Regions from separate parts of the Mus musculus genome. Here all the other regions are linked to region 4. The links are chromatin contacts, called in public Hi-C and HiChIP or PLAC-seq maps. All regions are on one chromosome and are shown on one strand. The core of a region is the stretch at or near the end of the contact, and the rest is flanking DNA. Distances in the headings are between cores, read along the strand shown. Region 1 has its middle 9.9 kb from the start of Gm36865. Region 2 has its middle 140 kb from the start of Gm36865. Region 3 has its middle 190 kb from the start of Gm39035. Region 4 holds the start of A730056A06Rik (RIKEN cDNA A730056A06 gene). Region 5 overlaps Gm36865 (a long non-coding RNA gene).

Region 1 (3,424 bases), core at 130-2,629, 540 kb before region 4:
CACAGAAGCTAAACAACAGAACAAGAAGCCTAACATGACTTTCATCTGATCCAGACATTGGCAAGCTATGTTCCACATGCCAAATCCAGCCTGCTGCCCGTTTCTCACGTCCAGCAAACTAAGTGTAAAATGTGAAGACAATTGATCTTCAGAGAACAGTTGCCTGATCTTGCCTTTTGGCACACAAACAGAAGACAATAATTACTAGCTGGCTTTATTATTTTTAAAGCCTAAACACTAGACTAGCCATAGTGAGACCACGTGGCTATCTGAAGAATTGTTGTTATCTCAGTGCGTCCATCTCTTGAACTTGGACAAGTTTCTAGGAGTAATGTCATCAAACTCCAGCTCTGACTCTTTCCTTTGCCAGAGTACAAGGAATGGGTATTTGCATTTTCCCCAACAATCTCATCAGCTTTCCAAGCTAGTGCTCCAATAGTTCAGTCCTAAGCATCCTGTGCTTTCAGCAGGTTTCTATAAACCCTGCCACTTACACTGTGCACTCTAGGCTTCCTCAAGAAAGGAATTGTACACAAAAAGAAAATGAGTAAATATTCCTAGCCTTTCAGGAATGGAGACAGATCTTGGTTATAGCCACTTAATCCCACTACTGTGTTCTGCAAATAGCAACAGGAACTGATGAGGGTCTGGACCTTTGTCTCATTAGTTAAGAACTTACACTGCTCTTGTAGAGGACCACACTTCATTTCCCAGAACCCATGCTAGAGGGCTCACAACCACACATAACTACAGTTCATAAAGAGCTAACACCCTCTTCTGGCCACTGCAGGCATTACACTCAGGCACAAACACACAGATAAACACAGATACACGTGCTGAAAACTAAAAATTAATTCTTTCAACAATATCTGAAAATGACCCTGTCAGGGTATGTTCCAACAAAGCCTTATTTACTGGAACTAGAAAGCAGGCTGGCTCTGGCCTATGACTGCCAAACCCTGACCTAAGTTGTTCTTAGCTGTTCCAACTCAAGTTTGTATCATATGTAGGAATTTCATTTTCTATTAAAAATTTTTAAAAATTGGAGGCATGTGAAATGGTACTGTCTTAAATAGATGCACAGGTGATATAATCAATCAAGTATAGCTTAGGGGAGAAACTTATGTAGCCCCTCACATAGCACAGATTAAGTTGAATCCCCCAAAATATATTTGAATCTTGAATCTTCCCAATGACCACAAGATCCTTCACTTTTGTATCAGTGAGATTGATGTCAGAGTCACCTTGAGCAAGCAGGACATTCGTCAAGCATGTTTTCTCTGTTGCACAATCCGTAGCATTTTCATCTAGAAAGACTTTCTGCATAAAACAGTTTGTGCTGCCTCTGAGGCATTTTAGCTTGTGGCCTATGAAGGGCACTACTCTGGCATGCCCAGCTAGGGTGTCGCTTTCCACCAGGGCCAGTCAGAATGTTCTCTAGAGCTTCTCCTGAATTTCAGTTTTGAAACGCTTGACCAAATGAGTCACAAGACCCAAATGAGGTCAGAAAAATCTTTGGGGTCATGCTCCTTCCTAATAGATGAGCTGCAATGGAAACCACTCAGAGCTGACATTCCAGAGGAATGTATCCCGTGTTTCTAATCATTAAAGTCAAAATTATAATAGATAGCACTCAGCTCCCCTGTTCGTGAGTTTTAACTCTTCAGAGGTCATTGTAGACGCAGCCTATTAAATAATGCAAGCCAGACAATGCTGACTGAATCAAACCCGAAATGTCACTCTGGGTTTAAATTGATTTTCTTATGTGAGGACCTCTTTGCTTGCAAATCAGAATGGCCTTATATTCTCACATCTGAAGGAGGAGGTTGGCTTTCGCAGGATTAATTTTAACAATGCCGATTGATGCGAAGGTTTGTGTTGGGTCATGGAATGGCCTTCTCTCCAGGACTTGAATTATTCATAAGCATTCCTGTGTGTTGTCTTTCTTTCCTGACAATACAGACAATGGCAATGGGGGAGAAGCTAGCCAGCTGCACACACTTTACCTTCTTGAACACACTAGCCAGTAGAAGTGGGTGGGTTTGAAGTGGGTGTATTAATTACAGGAATTTAGATGAATAACTCTTGAAACTAAATAACTAATAGCTGAAGGTGATCTAGTGACAAGCTGTGTTTTCCCACATAGATACATCTCATTTTGTCTCTCCCCTAACCATCTCTTGGAGGGTATTAACCAACAGCTCACTCACAGGAACAAACAACTCTATCTCTGAGCTGCAAACCCCAGCAAGCTGTGTGCACTTTATGCAAAGGTAAGAGGTTGTAAACATGCCAGGTACCAACCTTCCATCGTTGTGATCATGAATACAATTGTTTTGGCAGCCTCTTGAATGACCCAAGATTTAAAGAGCACCTGGAGATGAGCAGGTATACCATCAGGAAGGTACAACCCAAGAAAACCTGTACAACTCCAGCCTACCCCTCTAGGCTCCGACACTGGGGTGCATCCCGCACAGAACTCCAGACTGTTCTTCTAGAAAACCAACAAAGTCAAGGCTCTTTTTCAGTTTTCAGATAAGAATTTTAGATGCAGAGCATTTTCTTTGAGGGAAGCATCCCCTGCATCAGGGAGAAGTCAGACTGCTGCACTGAAGTGGGTACAGAAAAGGAGATAATTTCCTGGGGACTGAGAAAGCCTAGGTATGCTTCCTGACCTCTGTGATGTACACAGCTCTCTTTGTCCAGGGTAGGAGAGAATGGTGAATATCAGGAAACACAAAGAAGAACCGATTCTCAGATTATTGGATACCAAATGTAATTGCTAAAACTAATCTTGTAACTTAGACAAGCGAGCAGCTTACACCAACATCTGCAGTGGGGAATTTCTGTCTTCATTTTCCTTACTATATAAATACCGATAAGGAACCAGCTGCTTTCTCTATGGCTAACGGCAACATTATTATAGTCCTATAATCTAGGGTCAAGGAGAAACTGTCCCTGGTCCTCCGGGACCTTATTATGTCCTTGGCTTTGTAGAACAGCACAATTTTATAATTTTTCTTTTGGACAAAAAGAAAACGCACCAGCTTTTAGAATAATGCAAATTTTATGTGAGGAATTTGGCCAAGAAAAATATCCAGGGAAAACCCTGCCTAGATTCCAAGTACAGTTGAACAAAAGAAAAGAAAGAAGAAGAAAAGAAAAACACCATAACCTATGTGACCTTAATACAAAATGCAAAAGGATGGCACATCTTAAAGTAAAAAAATAGAAAAAAGAAAGGAAGGGAGGGAGGGAGGGAGGGAGGGAGGGAGGGAGGAAGCTGTCTAACATGCAGTTTATTTGTTCATGTTGCTAATTAAGGCTATATAGACAGTGGCCTTAAAAGTATGGCATTCCTTGAAAAGGGGAGAGAAATGATGCCTGACCCTCAGGATAGCCAATGAGTGGACCAAATGTGCTC
Region 2 (3,499 bases), core at 946-3,445, 680 kb before region 4:
GTTGAGTCATGCTTTTTTTTTTTCTAAAACAGAAAAGAAAAAAAAGTTTCCAAAGCTCAAAATTTGTGTATTTGAAAATGATAATTTTAAATGTTTGCTTTCTTTTATTTTTCAAGTATAAAAATTTATTGAACTATTTGGGGGCGGGGGGGTTGACATTGAAACCTGATATTTTATATCTTGGTTTCTGTTTCTCTGTTTAGTACAGATTGTATATGCAGGGTTATCCTACTAAAGAAAACTAATTTTTCCTTTGCAATCAGTTGTCAATTGGAAACAGCTTATTGCTTAAGGATGGGAGATTGTGTCCACCTCTCCCTCTCTCCACTTGCCCTTCTCAGCTCTTGAAGCCAGACTGGCTTGAATCTGTGTCTGCTACCATGGGCTGTGTGGGTTCATGTGTGTGTAGCTCCTGCTATGTCTGAGAGTTGCTGTTTCTTGGTGCCATGTATCTCCTCTGCCTTTTACAATCTTTCAGCCTCCTCTGCCACATAGCTCTCTGAGCCCCAGGGAAAAGAGTGGACAGAGAATCCATAATTTGAGTACTGGGTGGCATCCTAGCCTTTATTTCAAGAGCTAGATTTGGCTTGTAACTCATAAAGAAAAGGACCCTGTTGAGTGCTCAACCCATTCCAACTGCCTCTTTTATCCTTTGTTCTCCTTTCTGATTTCCCAAGATCTTCCTCTCATTTTTCTCTCTATTTGAGGCACTTCTATTAACAAATCTCGAATGCTTATGGATTGGAGATTACTCTTGTGATAATCACTATAATGCCCAAAGCTTCAGATTCCATGTAATCACCATCAAAATTCCAAAAATGTATTTCGCTGATGTAAAAAAAATAAATAAATAAATAAAAATCCTAATTACAATGGAAGTGAATAGGGTACTGAGTAGCCATCACAATAATTAGCCTATAGAACAATATGGGGACATCACCATACTTGATTTCAAGTTATGCTATAGAGCCATAGTAATGAGGAATAGCAATCTTCGGAAAGTACTGGCATAGAACAGGGGCTCCATGGAGACACCCGTACAATCACAAGCACCTCATTTTGGCTGGATGTCAAGGACATACATTGGAGAAAAGACTGGCAGAGGCAGCAATTTCAGAATTTAGATGCTACTTCTCATTATGTGTGGTACTTTTATGGTTTAAAAGGTTGGGGACTGCTGGGTATGATGTCTCATGAGGCTGTGCATTCTGGGAACTATTGCTTTCTCTCAAAGTACCACAAAACCATAACCCACATAGTATGCAATACTTCTAAGTATTGTCAGTGTATTTCTGCTGCATTTTTCAAAACCTGACTACATACACAAAGTATGAGGAAGAATATTATGAGATCTAGCCTCTCCCTGGTTCCCTAACCCATTAACTCTAAGCTCCGTTCAAATAATAAAATGGCATTGCTATTTGTAAACAATAGGTGCCTGTTGTGCTCATTAGTCCACACAAAGATTGGCACCAGACAAAACTAATGTATCCTGAGCATGTTTCAGATTCTAGACATCATGGTAATTTCTATCATTTTAAATGAGGGCACCATCTTCGAGATGAGTAAGGGGCCAGAAATGTCCATAGCCTGAGTGACATGAAGCAGAAAGTCAGTCACACCTGCTAAAGCTTTGCCACCTCTCAGCAGGAAGAAATACAGTCAATCTGTTCCATTCACTAGACATTGAAAAATCACATGGTGTTTACTGTAATGGAGTCATGAGGAGGAAGAAGGAAAGGGCATTCAATTCCTGCCACAGGTGACAACTGAAGAATGGGAATAAAAAAAAGGAGGCTTCCAGAGAGTCCCTAGCAGCAGGAGCTGATGCCCTTCAGTCAGATCCACTTATTCCGAATGCTGCTTGTGGTGAAAGATGGTTGCCAGGTTAAGCATCGTGCCATCTGCTTCCAGACTCGATAAAAAGAGAGCAAAACAAGATAAAGGGAATTTTTGAAGCTTAAAATCTGCATGAATGGCTCATACTTTACTTATGTTGTGTAAGCTTTCACTTCGCCACCACAGAATGTCACCTTTACAGCTCATGAATCCAAGATCTTTTGCTCAAAAAAAAAAAAAAAAAAAAAAAAGGATTGCCAGATAAGATACAGTTCACCCAAAACCAACACCCAGTAGCATCGAAGATGCCTGTGCTTTCTGGAGCATTCTTCGCAGGAACACCCTTTGCTACTCGGTGGGTTGGAGGAGAAAGGGGGCTGTGTTAGTCACCAAGGCCAGTTAGTGCCTGTGCATTCTGGTTCTTCCCCGAGTTTAACATCCGGGATTGAAAAGATGCCAGACACCGTGGAGGAAACGCTAATCCCTCTGAATGTGTTCCTGTAGAATTTAGTGCTGACTCAACAGATAGGTACCAACACGTCCTGTACAATGCGGGTGGAAGGAGGAGAAATCAGAAGGAACATTTATAAAAATGCTTTGAAGCATTTATTTCTACATAAATGTGAAATGAAATGGTTTAAGTCAGACCTCACTTCCCAAGTAAGTATTACAAAGGGGCTCTGTCATCAGGCTTCCTGGATAACACATCATGACATGGGGAATAGGCGTCTCTAGGCGGTACATGATTCATACTTCTCATTGATGAATCTAAGCCTTGGTTTTTAATTTTTCAAGTTACAAGGAAAAAGGAAGTAGAGAGTAAACTGACATCAAACATCAAACTCAGTGTTCCCCAAGACTTTCTTGGCTGCTGAGCCCAGATACACCAGTGTATTTGTCAGAATATTTTGGTTGAAAAGACTCAAATTAAAATGTCAATATATCAGTGACATGCCACAGCAGGCCCCAGGACCAAGAAGAGTTCCTCAATGCAAAATAAATATGATGTTTTTGTGTGCCTTTTTTGGTTTTGTTTTGGTACTTGTTTTGTTTTTGTTTGTTTTTAAATCTAGGTTGTTAATTTATTTGTTTATGAGAATGTGGAAAGAATATGAAATTGGTTGGGTAAGTTCCAGGAGGAGTTGGGGGAGGAAAAGAGTATGCTTATCAGCTGCATGAGTTTTCTAGTGGATTCTTTAGAGTCTTATATTCAGAATCATATCTTCAAATAACGATCCTTTCACTTTTTCGCTTTCCTACCTGTACTTTATCTATTTCATTTTTCTTATTGTTCTGGCTAAGAACTCAAATACTATATTGAACAGAAATGGAAAATTCGGGTATTCTTCCTCAGCTGCTAGCTGTCATAGTGCTGGAAGATTCTAGGTGCACAACAGAAGGAGCAAAGTAGGCATTAGCCTCATCCACTTGTGAACCCTGCAAGCCAAAATAATAAGTCAGTTACGGTGACTTACACAATAGTGGCCTGAATGTTATAAAAACAATCAAATACTTTCTTCATGACTTTAAGGCTTGCACTGTAGGATGAAACCCATACTGTTAATCAAACCAAGAACCAATAGCTAAATAAGTCAGAGGCCTGATGGTAGAATCTATTACAATCCTGCTAAATAGAAATACTATTAATCCTTCTTGCTAT
Region 3 (3,669 bases), core at 59-2,558, 880 kb before region 4:
CAAACAGTGAGCTAAACATGAGGAACAGCCCGGGAAGTCGGATATGTCATTTCTTAAATTCTTTAATAATGAACACTATCAAAGCAAAGGACTGTGGGTTTTTTCAAGCTCATGAATTATAAATATTCTAACATGGTAGTTCTTTTTCCTTTTCCTTTTTTTTTTTTTAATCCTGACTCTGTTTATGCCTGCCCCATCTCGTCTCCTCCCAGCCTGATGTGAAACATTTGTCCCTTTGTGGATAACATCTAAAACTTGGAAAGTACCCACAAAATATAAAAGCAAGTTAAAATAAATACGCTATGATGCAAAATGACCCATTACAACTTTGCCTGGGCATTGTTTACTGGGTAACTGGAGAGAGTCTTGCTGGACATTGAGCAGATTACAGAGTTGCCATGGAAAGGTCTCTGAAGCAGGGTTGCTTTGATTTCAATTTGGTGATACCATAAGCTATAGCTGGAGCTGGCTGAGAAGTATAAGATGCGCCTCCTGTGCTTTCTTAACATATGCACCGTGAGTCATGTCTCCTGATGCTAGATGACCTCAGAGGTCCTTCTCTGGTCTAATTTTGCCTTCCTTCCTCAACTTCCTTCTGCCTCTTCCTTTCTTCCATTACTCTACTTTTCCATACATGGAAAGACAGAAGGAGCGTGTCTGGTATGTGTAAATAAATGTGTGTGTGTGTTACTGTTTTTCTTTCTTCTTTTGTTTTATTTCCTTCCTGTCTCCGTTTGTTTCTTTTAAATGTTCATGTTACAGGTTGAACTCAGTCTTGCATGTGCTAGTCCAACACTGCCACGGAGCAGCCCTCTCAGCCCCTAGTATAGCTGCGTTTTTTATTCACAAGCTCTGGCTGAGAACTGCTGGCATGAACTTGTGCTTTCAGCTCTGGGTTTTTACCTAGGCCTTGATCTTGGTGAGACCATAGACCCTGGAGTTTGTCAGCCTGGGTTTGTGTCCTGCCATTACCACTTATACACACTATCAATTTCCCTTATCATTATTGTGAAACCTAAATGAAGTAACGTATAGGAACGGCAGGGCATTGTATGAGAAACTGAAGATCCAATACACGATAAATCATTGTCCTGATTCAGTATTGTTCTCAATTTGCATTTTAATCTCATCCTTAGATGTTATCTAAGAGCTTAACAATAAATGCCAAGATGAGATTACTGGGAACACAGGAGCTGTAAATCAGTCTTGTCAGCCAGTTTGAAACTGATGCTCTTTGACCCATACTGCAATAGCTGAGTGTGCAGAGACTTGCAGACAGAAACAAGTCTGAGCAGGTGTTGTTAACAACAGATACGGGCAACAGAAGCAATCTTTAGAAGCCTGGAAGCAAAACCCTCAGACTTAGCACAGTCAGCAGCTCAAATCCAGGGAGCAAGATCGCCAGACAGGAATCATTCTTTACTGAATTTCTCAAAGTCAGACACACAGCAACAAGGGTGTGTGTGTGTGGCTTGTGTGTGTGGTATATGTGTTTGTGTGGTATGGGGGTGTGTTCGTGTGTGTGTGTTTGTGTATGTGTGTGTGTGTGTGTTTGTGTATGTGTGTGTATGTGTGTGTGTTTGTGTATGTGTATGTTTGTGTATGTGTGTGTGTTTGTGTATGTGTGTGTGTTTGTGTATGTGTGTGTTTGGGTATGTGTGTGTGTGAGTATGTGTGTGTGTTTGTGTATGTGTGTATATGTGTATATGTGTGTGTATGTTTGTATGTGTGTGTATGTGTGTGTGTGTTTGTGTATGTGTGTGAGTATGTGTTTGTGTTTGTGTATGTGTGTGAGTATGTGTTTTTGTTTGTGTGTATGTGTATGACTATGTATTTGTGTATGTGTGTGTATGTGTATATGTGTGTGTGTTTGTATGTGTGTGTGTATGTGTGTGTTTGTGTATGTATGTGTATGTATGTATATGTGTATGTGTGTGTTTGTGTATGTGTGTGTGTGTATGTGTATGTGTGTGTGTATGTGTGTGTGGTCTGTATGTGTATGTGTGTGTGTGTTTGTATATATGTATGTGTGTGTGTGTTTGTGTATGTGTGTGTGTTTGTGTATGTGTGTGAGTATGTGTGTGTGTATGTGTGTGAGTATGTGTTTGTGTATGTGTGTGTATGTGTATATGTGTGTGTTTGTATGTGTGTGTGTGTATGTGTGTGTGTATGTATGTGTATGTATGTATGTGTGTATGTGTGTGTGTATGTGTGTGTGTATGTGTGTGTGTGTGTGTGTATGTGTGTGTGGTGTGTATGTGTATGTGTGTGTGTGTTTGTGTATGTGTGTGTGTATGTGTATGTGTGTGTGTGTGTGTGTGTGTGTGTGTGTGTGTGTGTGTGTTTAAATAAGTGGTGTGGTGGTGGTGGTTGAGATCATACTCACTTCCCAGTCCTCCCAGGTTTGAAGAAGAAGAGGAGAAAGAAGAGGAAAAGGAAAAATGAGTTCTCTTTGTGTTGTCCACACACTCACTGGAGCATGGTCATACTCCCAGTGGCCAGCCCCTTAAAGAAAATGGAGTCCTTTCTCACCCGCACCCCTGCCAGAAGCCATCAACTGTGGAGAGCTACACTTTGACGTCCTTGTCACAAATTTTTAAGACTTCTCTTCTGTGGTTTCCTATGTAGGCTGTGTGGTGGGGGAGGGGTAGTGGTTGTCACAGAAGCCTTCTCTGTCCCTCTTTCTCAATTGTGAAAGAGAGACATAGAGCAAGCTTACCTGAACACAGACATCACAGTATTAAAGTCCAAATATAGGTACACGTACAGTTAAATCTGATTGGAAAGCTCCCCTCAGATCTGCTCTCGGCCAGGCCTATTTTATCCTCCCCAGCAGCCCAGGAAGCATTTCCTAACCAGCTTCTGCTCTCCCAATTCAAATCAATCCTGGCCAGAGCCACCACACACCCACTCCCTGGCCTGAGTCCACCCCCATTCCATGACTTTCTCTGTAGCAATTTCATAACCTGACATAAACCTCCTGTGTATTTATTTGTTGCTATGCATTTCATTACATGTCTCTGCATGAAAATGTGAAGTCTCTGAAAGCCAGGGTTCTGCCTTTCTTCTTTAAAGCTGTACTTCTGGTGCTCAGAGTAGTGACTGGGAAATGTAGAATGAATGATCAAAAATGGTTTGGAGTGAGTGAATAAATTATTGAGCTAGACTTGGGCTTGCATTTTCCTGCTCTATTAGCAAACTGTTAGAGTAACACATCCCCCTTCCATCTTCAGTAACTGTCATTGATTTACAAAACGTTTGTGTGTCTCATTATGAATCTAACTGGTTCCGCAATTTTCCTTTTCTACATATCACTGTTTTCCTAAAGTAAGTTCTGAGAATTCATGTCAGTGCTCTGTCTCCGGAAAGATATTGGCATATTATTAAACTGTACTTACTGTCCTAGAAATAAACTACTTAATACATTACATCTCTAGCAAAGGTTAATACTTCAGGACCCAGACTTTTGAGTCCTATGCTGCAGAGCATCTGATGGAGCTTCAGGAGACAGTAAAGACACACAGCAGAGATGGTGAAGGGCGGGGGGGTGGGGGTGGGGGTGGGGGCAGAGATTTCTTGTTGCCAAACTCTTCTGGTTCATTACTATCTCAGGTGTGCAGAGGACAGAGGACACCATTTGGGAATTGGTTCTTTCCTTCCACCATAGGC
Region 4 (3,601 bases), core at 353-2,852:
GATGACCCCAAGGTGGTTCCTGATCTCTTGAGTATGATGAGAAGGCCACAAATAAAGGTATAATTACAGATTGATGTCAGAGCTAGGGAAAACAACACCTGGGATTTGAGAATTGGGGACAGGGTTGGAGGAGTGTCCCCAAGCAGAGGATGATAGAGTACAAAAAGGAAATGTAAACACACACACACACTTTCTTGTACAACTCCCTTATTTATAGACAAGGAAACTGAGGCTCAGCAGACCTAAAAGATTTGTCCAAGGTCGAGGCTAATTTTAGAAACGGGGCCAACTGCAAGGCCCAATCCCTTCCTGCTAAAAGCACATGGAGTTTATTTATAGCTCAGTTATAGACTAGTCTAATTCATTTGGCCAATAAACGCAGAACATTGAGTTCAAAACCACATCCCTTAAGACCACAGCATAAATAACGACGAGGGTCTTAATACGGACGATACCTTTTCATTAAATACAGAGTTCTCATCCTATCAAAATTCCAGCGCTTGGTTCAGATTAAGAGAAGATCGGGTCGTAACCCCTGTATAAAATATCCTGGCAGCGCTAACTGTTCAGTGATAATTTGAGTGTGAGCTGTGTGTCCCGGCTGACTTCACACCCCAGCTAGGGTTTCAGACCTATACGTGGTGTTGGGGTGAGACCCTGGAGATGAGCTGCTGGCGGCTGGCTGTGCTCTCCACTGTGTGCGTGAGCTGCATGAAGAATCCTTTTGAGAAGCCCGGAGTTTCCTCTGGCAATCTATGCGAGAAGGGTGCGGGGCGGGGGAGGAAGACGCTGTGACCGGAGGTTACCTCTGAGCTGGACTGCAGAGGGAGGGGTGGGGGAGTACAAGACAGTCTGTTTACTCCAGACTGCGTGTATTCGCGCACTGTGCATGCAATATACATATTATTTATTTTTTCCAATAAGATTCTAAATAGGAGTAAAATCCCTATAGAACAAAGGTGACTTTCGGCAGATGTCAATATTTATCCACGATTGGAAACCTCTAACCACCGTAGGCTCCCAGGTTGAAAACGTGGACTCCAAGCCACCTGGCTCAGGGTTAAGAAAGTTGGATGCGTTAGCGGAAGGGAGGGTCGCTGCACTTGCTGCTCGAACCCTGGGATCGCGAGCCCGCAGGGAGAGTGTGCGCTTTCTGCAGGCTCACCCCCTACGTCCTCACACACCCACTAGCGCGGATCAGCAAGGGTGGGACCGCGGCGGGGCGGGGCCTTTGGAGCCCAGACCCCACCCCTCCCCCTCCCTCTGCTCCGCTCCGCCCGCGCTCGCCCCCCCGCCCGCTCCCGGGGTGCCCGGCCCGCCCCCTCCCTGCCGCGCGCAAACGAACCTCGCGACGCCGCGCTCAGCGGTGGCGGTGGCGGCGACAGGCCGGGCGAGGCAGCAGGTTAGCCCGGGCCGCCCTACTCTGCAGGCGTCTCGGAACTGCAAGCTACGCCGCCCGAGCCCTGCGCCCGGGAAGCACTGGCCAGCCGGCCGCTCCTGAGGCTCGCTCCTCCAGGCGCTCGCAGGCATGCAGCCGGGGAGCAGGCGGAGCGCCCCGGGTCGCTACTGAGTCCGCTGAGCTGCGGGGACCAGCGCCAGCCGGGCCCCTCCCACCTCACCCAGGGGCCCACGAGCGACCGCCCTACACCTAGTCTTCGCGCGCAGCCCCGCCAGCGCCAACCCCCCGCGGGCTGGAGGGGCTCATGCAGCCGCCAAGGTAAGCGCGGACAGCGGGGGCACGGGGTCCTGAGGTCCCCAAGGCGCTGCGGACACTTGCGCTCCGCCGCCTCACTGATTAGTGGCTCCCCCAACCCGGTGTCTCATCTCACACACTTAGGGTTTTGCCTCGGATGACTCGCCTTCGCACTTGGCAGCAGGAAAGTTTTGTGGTTTGGTGTTTTTTCTTTTCCCCCAGCCCCCTAAGATGCTGCCATGAGGGCAGTAGGCGCTGCGCGTGGCTGGGCAGACCCGGCGCCTGTCCCACCCACTGTGTACCGCCTGGAGCTCTCTCTCCTGCGCGGCCACCTCTTCCGGAGGCGAGAGCCCCCCTGACCCACAGAGCTCTTGACAGATCTGATCACCCCGCTGACCCACGGTGAAACCGGATTCTCTCACTTAACCCAGGCCCGGGTTGCAGAAGCTGGAAATGAACGCACCTGCCCCGGGGCCGTCGGCATTGTACATTGTACAGTGTGAGTGACCCTTGCTTAGGAGCGTCCGGTGTGCTAGACTTGGGGTGGTGGCTAAGGGGCAAGGGTCCCAAAAGGTCCGACGTTCCTAAGAGGAAGGCAAGGCACCACGAGGACTCAGCGCCTGACTTGAGCCATGGCTCATCCCTGAGTGTTAACTAGGGGTAGAGGGACAGGTGTATTGGGGGACCGGTGCAAATATGAATGACACTTGGATGCAACTCTTGATTGCATCTTACTAGAGTAGTTGCATTAGATTTTCTCGACGAGGGAGTCAGTTTCCTGAGACTGGAACTTTAATGGGAGCCTGTGTGCTGTTATTATGTGGTGTGGTTTCGGAAGGCGTTGGATTGTATTTATTTTATAAATTGGGTGTCTTGAAGCGGATGGATTAGGGGAAATATCGCCATCTAGCGGAAATGGTGATCTGTACCTTCCTCACAAGCCATGAAGTTGGGCGTTCTCAAAGTTCCCCTATATGAGGAGATGGAGAGATGGGAACTAGCCAACGTGTCCAGAAAGACTGTTTCTCTAGTGCTCAGGCCATCCTGTAAGCGGGGCTTGAGCACCCGCTGCCCGGAGCTTAGCTCTCAGGACCGAATGACGAATTGTATTAGTGGCAGGATATCACCTCCAGGACTGCCATTCCCTTCTGTGTAGTTTTGGGTTCTTCTAGCAAAAATAAAGTAAACGGTCACCTGCCTTTGTCCCTAGGCATCTGGTCCAGGGATCTGGCAAGCCTGTCACGGTCACTTTACTACTCTCTAGTTCATCTGTACCTATATAGTGATTTGTGAAGTTAATGTTAAGCCCTGACTCTTAGAAAAGAGATTAGATGCTAAAGTGTGCTCTTAGGGTAACTGAAGAACGGGAAAGAGCGTCATGCCATCTCCACTGAAAGGGAACAGTGTACCCCCAAATGGCCTCTTGGTTTTTTTGTTTGTTTGTTTGGTTGGTTTTGTTTTGTTTTTTGTTTTTTGTTTTTTTCACACACACAAGGGGAAGAATTTCTGCTGTTCAGGCAGGCCTACTTCCCGGAATGACTGACAGGCAGGATGGCAGCAGTTGGACAAAGGCTCTGGGTGGGGCACCCACGCATCCCGGCGGGCAGGCTGCACGTTCTTTAATGGCTGGATTTGCTGCCACCTTCCAGGCCTGCGGATACTAGCAGGGAATGAGTTCTCTGTGTGAAGGGCGCTCCGGCTCCTTGGAGGGCATCCTGGCTTTCTGCCTGTGATAAAGCGCTTTCTCCGAGAGGCTCCTCTGGGCTTCAGTGGTAGTAAGCAGGGATCCGGCCTCTTTCTTTGCTCTTTTCTCGTAGGTCTTATGTGTCCCAGGCTGTTATTTACTTGTCTATGGAGCCAAAAATGACCTTGAACTTCTGATTCTCCTATCTCATCTAATACATGCAT
Region 5 (3,297 bases), core at 660-3,159, 600 kb before region 4:
AAGAGCAGATTGATCAGGTTGATCATAGACCCCACTGCTTCTTGATGCTACTTGAGCTGACCTTTGACACATCACTTTTGCTGGTAGATTTGCAAAGAAATATTTGTGTTTTCATGTTCATTGTTTCAACTCACCATCCCAGGTAGCAATATCCAATTAATTAAGCCTGGGCTATTTGACCATGTTCTAGCTGCCAGGAAGCCATCAACAACAGGCTGACTTCTTTTTTTTTTAATATTTTTATTAGGTATTTTCCTCATTTACATTTCCAATGCTATCCCAAAAGTCCCCCATACCCCCACACACACTCCCCTACTCACCCACTCCCACTTTTTGGCCCTGGCGTTCCCCTGTACTGGGCATATAAAGTTTGCAAGTCCAATGGGCCTCTCTTTCCAGTGATGGCCGACTAGGCCATCTTTTGATACATATGCAGCTAGAGTCAAGAGCTCCGGGGTACATATAGCTCTCTCTTGTGAGACTATGCCGGGGCCTAGCAAACACAGAAGTGGATGCTCACAGTCAGCTATTGGATGGATCACAGGGCCCCCAATGGAGGAGCTAGAGAAAGTACCCAAGGAGCTAAACCCTACAGGTGGACTTCTTATTTGGGCCTCTGGGTCGCTGAAGGCTGAAATGGAGCTCTAGTCTGTTGATGAAGAATCTCTCAAAATATGATGAGTTTGGTTGCAGGGTTAGCAAACAAATGAGCTTGGGGAGCCGAACCCACAAACACCTGCATTTCTGTGTAAGCAACACAGACATGAGTGTGGAGGAAAACACAGCTAAAGCAATAAAGATGTCTAAAACCACATGCCAGAGAAAGAAATTGGAAAGGTAACTCAAATATTATGTTTGCTGCTTAGAAGGAAAGTGGAAGGTCAGACTTGAAGATGAGAATGTCAGAACCCAGAGTCCATCCTGCTTTCCAAAAGGGTCTAGACCAAGGGTTGTATGCATTTAGAGCACTGTAAACATATTCAGAGAAATCTAGAGGGCAATAAGAAAGGTAAAGCAGGGAAGGTGGGCATAAAATAAATAGGTGTGATGAACTTATGCTGAGGACTAGTGTGGTTCAGTCCCACCTCTGTTCAGCTAGCAGAAAATAAACTCTTCCTTACAATTCCTTCCCGGGAGCAGTTGAAGAGAGCAGGTGACCTAACCCAGCATCCTTCTGGCCAACATTGCCTTTCAACACTAATGCACCTGTACTTATGAGCTCAATGTCACTTCTGCAGGAATCTCATGCTACAGAAGACAGAAAGAAAAGCCTATGAAATAGATCCTGAAAAATGCCCTAATACAAATAAAAACATGGAACTCATTATTGCCAAATATGACTTTTTAGACCGGTACCTCAAATGGCCTTGATTTCTGCATAGCAAAGCAATTTGTTAATAGTACAGACCTCTTCTCTGCTAGATAGTCAGTTCTCTTGATTCCATATAGTAACACAGATAAGCATATGGAAAAGATATTGCCTAAAAGTTGATAATTAGGAGGATCCTGGGATGAGACTCACTTACTCTCTCTGATGTTATCATTGAGAAATTATACAGAAAAAGAGCAATGGTCACTAGATTGACTGAGTCCTCTCTTGGCCATTCTTTTCTGTTAGAATGTATCCAGTCACAATAATGATCAGAAAGAACCATGGCTTCTTGGGCTTTCTGATATGAGCCTCTGTGATGGTTAATCTATCTCTATTACCAGCTGGAGATCAAGAAATGTGTGTGAGGGGTGTATGTGTGTGTGTGTGTGTGTGTGTGTGTGTGTGTGTGTGTGTGTGTGTGTGAGAGAGAGAATGTGTTTGACAGCCATCTATTGCTTATGCACTTAGTCCCTTGAATACATTCACTTTCTATAAGCCTTATTTTTCAAAGAAACTAGAAGACAAATGTTACTAGGATTTAAATGGTAATGTGGGCATGGATTGCACAGTCATTGCACAGCTGCACCTGGGTCTCCCGGGTTACAATACCCGTGTGTGTGTGTGTGTGTGTGTGTGTGTGTGTGTGTGTGTGTCTGTGTGTGTGTGTCTGTGTGTAATGGGGACATGTTGGGGAAGAAAGGTGAAAATATCTGCAAAGAACAAATGCAACAAACCCCCATCTCTTCTGCTTTTCTCTCAAAGGATGAGCTTAAGAGACTAAGTTTTCCCTGCCCACAGCAGCCTGCCCTTGCTTCTCCATGTTATTGGGCTCTCAAGAAGTAGCATACTCCATAGCAACCCCTCGCCTGGCCTGGGAAGAGGCCTGTACTGAATACTAAAGCCCCTGACTGGCAGCATGCATTATTCATCCTAATCATCCTTTCTGTTGTTAATGGCCTGTAAATAGTTGCTTCTGACAAGAACATTTAACACCAGCACCTAAGGGGAGGCAGGGGAGGGGAGAGAATGCAGATCATGAGAGATGAGCCTTGGGAACTGTCTGAGGCTGACTTATGACAGCAGGATGCTGGGCTGCAGAGGCTGACAAGGAGGCTAGGAGTCCAGGAAGCACTGGGGAGAGTCAAGCCCACGGGGCAGCAGACAAGACAAACTGCAGTGATGCATTGTGGGATGTTACTGTGTGGACATTAAAGGTCCTCCAAAGTTCCATATGCTAAAGGCTTAGTCGCCAGCCATGTGGTGCTTTGGGGAGGTGGTGAGCAGGCCCAGAAGGGGATGTTGGAAACCTGCTCCTATTCTTCTTTCCTTCCGCCCTCTCCCCAGCCCCAACCTCCCTGTTCTCCTCTCTTCCCTCCATCTTTCTCTTTCTCTTCTCTTCCTTTGCCCTCTGCCTCTACCTTTCCCTTTATTCCCCTCCTCCACACCCCCTCTTTCTTCCTCTTCCCACCCTACCTCTCCTCCCTTTCTCTCTTTCTACGTCCCCTTTCCCCCTCCTTCCCACGAGGTGAGGAACTTTGTGCAGCCAAATACTCTCACCATGATATCCTGCCTCACCACAAGCCATAGGACCAAACGACCATGGGCTAAAACCATTGACTCTGTGAGCCAAAATATACCCTTTGTTCTTTTAAGTTTATTCTGTCTAGTATTTTGTTCCAGTTCTAGAAACATAACTCAAGGTTAGCAGAGATGTGTGCAAAAATTGCCTGTGGAGATACCCGGTCCTTATCTGCAGCGCCTTCAGAACCCCTCCCTCTCTTGCTTCCTCTCACCTCTCTTGAGCTCCTGACAAACTGGATTTCTGTTTTCATTTCATCTCCTATGGCCCACAGAATCTGTCACCATCTGTGCCCAGAGGGAAAGGACCCACTTACTGGGTGCTGCATCTCTAAACAGGGTTTTCT

Evidence for each region. A called contact is a pair of places that touch in the nucleus more often than the background predicts. HiChIP or PLAC-seq counts read pairs in DNA pulled down with a chosen protein or histone mark.
Region 1: a Hi-C map of muscle stem cells shows a contact between it and region 4, with 5 times the contacts expected there. The contact joins the enhancer-like site here to the promoter of A730056A06Rik in region 4. A contact is called at or near these places in 11 of 39 promoter capture datasets (the 3T3-L1 cell line, the SN4741 cell line, cranial neural crest and 5 more), 1 of 15 datasets of contacts at CTCF or cohesin (embryonic stem cells), 6 of 484 Hi-C or Micro-C datasets (the C2C12 cell line, the HL-1 cell line, adipose-derived mesenchymal stem cells and 3 more), 11 of 115 datasets of contacts at active chromatin or transcription factors (astrocytes, craniofacial prominence, embryonic basal ganglia and 8 more) and 1 of 9 other capture datasets (embryonic stem cells).
Region 2: a Hi-C map of cerebellar granule neurons shows a contact between it and region 4, with 1.8 times the contacts expected there. The contact joins the enhancer-like site here to the promoter of A730056A06Rik in region 4. A contact is called at or near these places in 13 of 39 promoter capture datasets (the 3T3-L1 cell line, 3T3-L1-derived adipocytes, the HPC-7 cell line and 8 more), 8 of 484 Hi-C or Micro-C datasets (adipose-derived mesenchymal stem cells, cerebellar granule neurons, cerebellum and 3 more), 9 of 115 datasets of contacts at active chromatin or transcription factors (craniofacial prominence, embryonic basal ganglia, embryonic forebrain and 6 more) and 1 of 9 other capture datasets (embryonic stem cells).
Region 3: a Hi-C map of epidermal suprabasal cells shows a contact between it and region 4, with 4 times the contacts expected there. The contact joins the enhancer-like site here to the promoter of A730056A06Rik in region 4. A contact is called at or near these places in 13 of 39 promoter capture datasets (the 3T3-L1 cell line, 3T3-L1-derived adipocytes, the C10 cell line and 8 more), 4 of 484 Hi-C or Micro-C datasets (embryonic retina, epidermal suprabasal cells and uterus), 8 of 115 datasets of contacts at active chromatin or transcription factors (embryonic basal ganglia, embryonic forebrain, embryonic hindbrain and 5 more) and 1 of 9 other capture datasets (embryonic stem cells).
Region 5: an H3K4me3 HiChIP or PLAC-seq map of neural tube shows a contact between it and region 4, with 17 times the contacts expected there. The contact joins the enhancer-like site here to the promoter of A730056A06Rik in region 4. A contact is called at or near these places in 12 of 39 promoter capture datasets (the 3T3-L1 cell line, 3T3-L1-derived adipocytes, embryonic stem cells and 7 more) and 12 of 115 datasets of contacts at active chromatin or transcription factors (astrocytes, craniofacial prominence, embryonic basal ganglia and 8 more).

Annotation. Positions count from the first base shown.
Region 1 is chr7:72,834,837-72,838,260 of GRCm38.p6, forward strand. No RefSeq gene overlaps it. Among named protein-coding and RNA genes, the nearest start is that of Gm36865, 9.9 kb to the left of the region's middle. Within about 2 kb of position 1,380, at least 2 of the 459 cell types and tissues checked have an H3K27ac peak or open chromatin away from gene starts, as enhancers often do. A contact at or near this core is called in muscle stem cells, where this site is marked.
Region 2 is chr7:72,689,781-72,693,279 of GRCm38.p6, forward strand. No RefSeq gene overlaps it. Among named protein-coding and RNA genes, the nearest start is that of Gm36865, 140 kb to the right of the region's middle. Within about 2 kb of position 2,196, at least 30 of the 459 cell types and tissues checked have an H3K27ac peak or open chromatin away from gene starts, as enhancers often do. A contact at or near this core is called in cerebellar granule neurons and cerebellum, where this site is marked.
Region 3 is chr7:72,496,168-72,499,836 of GRCm38.p6, forward strand. No RefSeq gene overlaps it. Among named protein-coding and RNA genes, the nearest start is that of Gm39035, 190 kb to the left of the region's middle. Within about 2 kb of position 1,309, at least 25 of the 459 cell types and tissues checked have an H3K27ac peak or open chromatin away from gene starts, as enhancers often do. A contact at or near this core is called in epidermal suprabasal cells, where this site is marked.
Region 4 is chr7:73,374,172-73,377,772 of GRCm38.p6, forward strand. It overlaps A730056A06Rik (RIKEN cDNA A730056A06 gene), which reads right to left and starts at 1,603. Exons shown (of 2, transcript NR_040325.1): 1 at 1,346-1,603. Rgma (repulsive guidance molecule family member A) reads left to right here and starts at 1,349. Exons shown (of 4, transcript NM_177740.5): 1 at 1,349-1,717. The coding sequence starts at 1,704.
Region 5 is chr7:72,772,277-72,775,573 of GRCm38.p6, forward strand. All of the region lies in intron 3 of Gm36865 (a long non-coding RNA gene), which reads right to left. Among named protein-coding and RNA genes, the nearest start is that of Gm36865, 53 kb to the right of the region's middle. Within about 2 kb of position 1,910, at least 23 of the 459 cell types and tissues checked have an H3K27ac peak or open chromatin away from gene starts, as enhancers often do. A contact at or near this core is called in embryonic basal ganglia, embryonic forebrain, neural tube and 1 more, where this site is marked.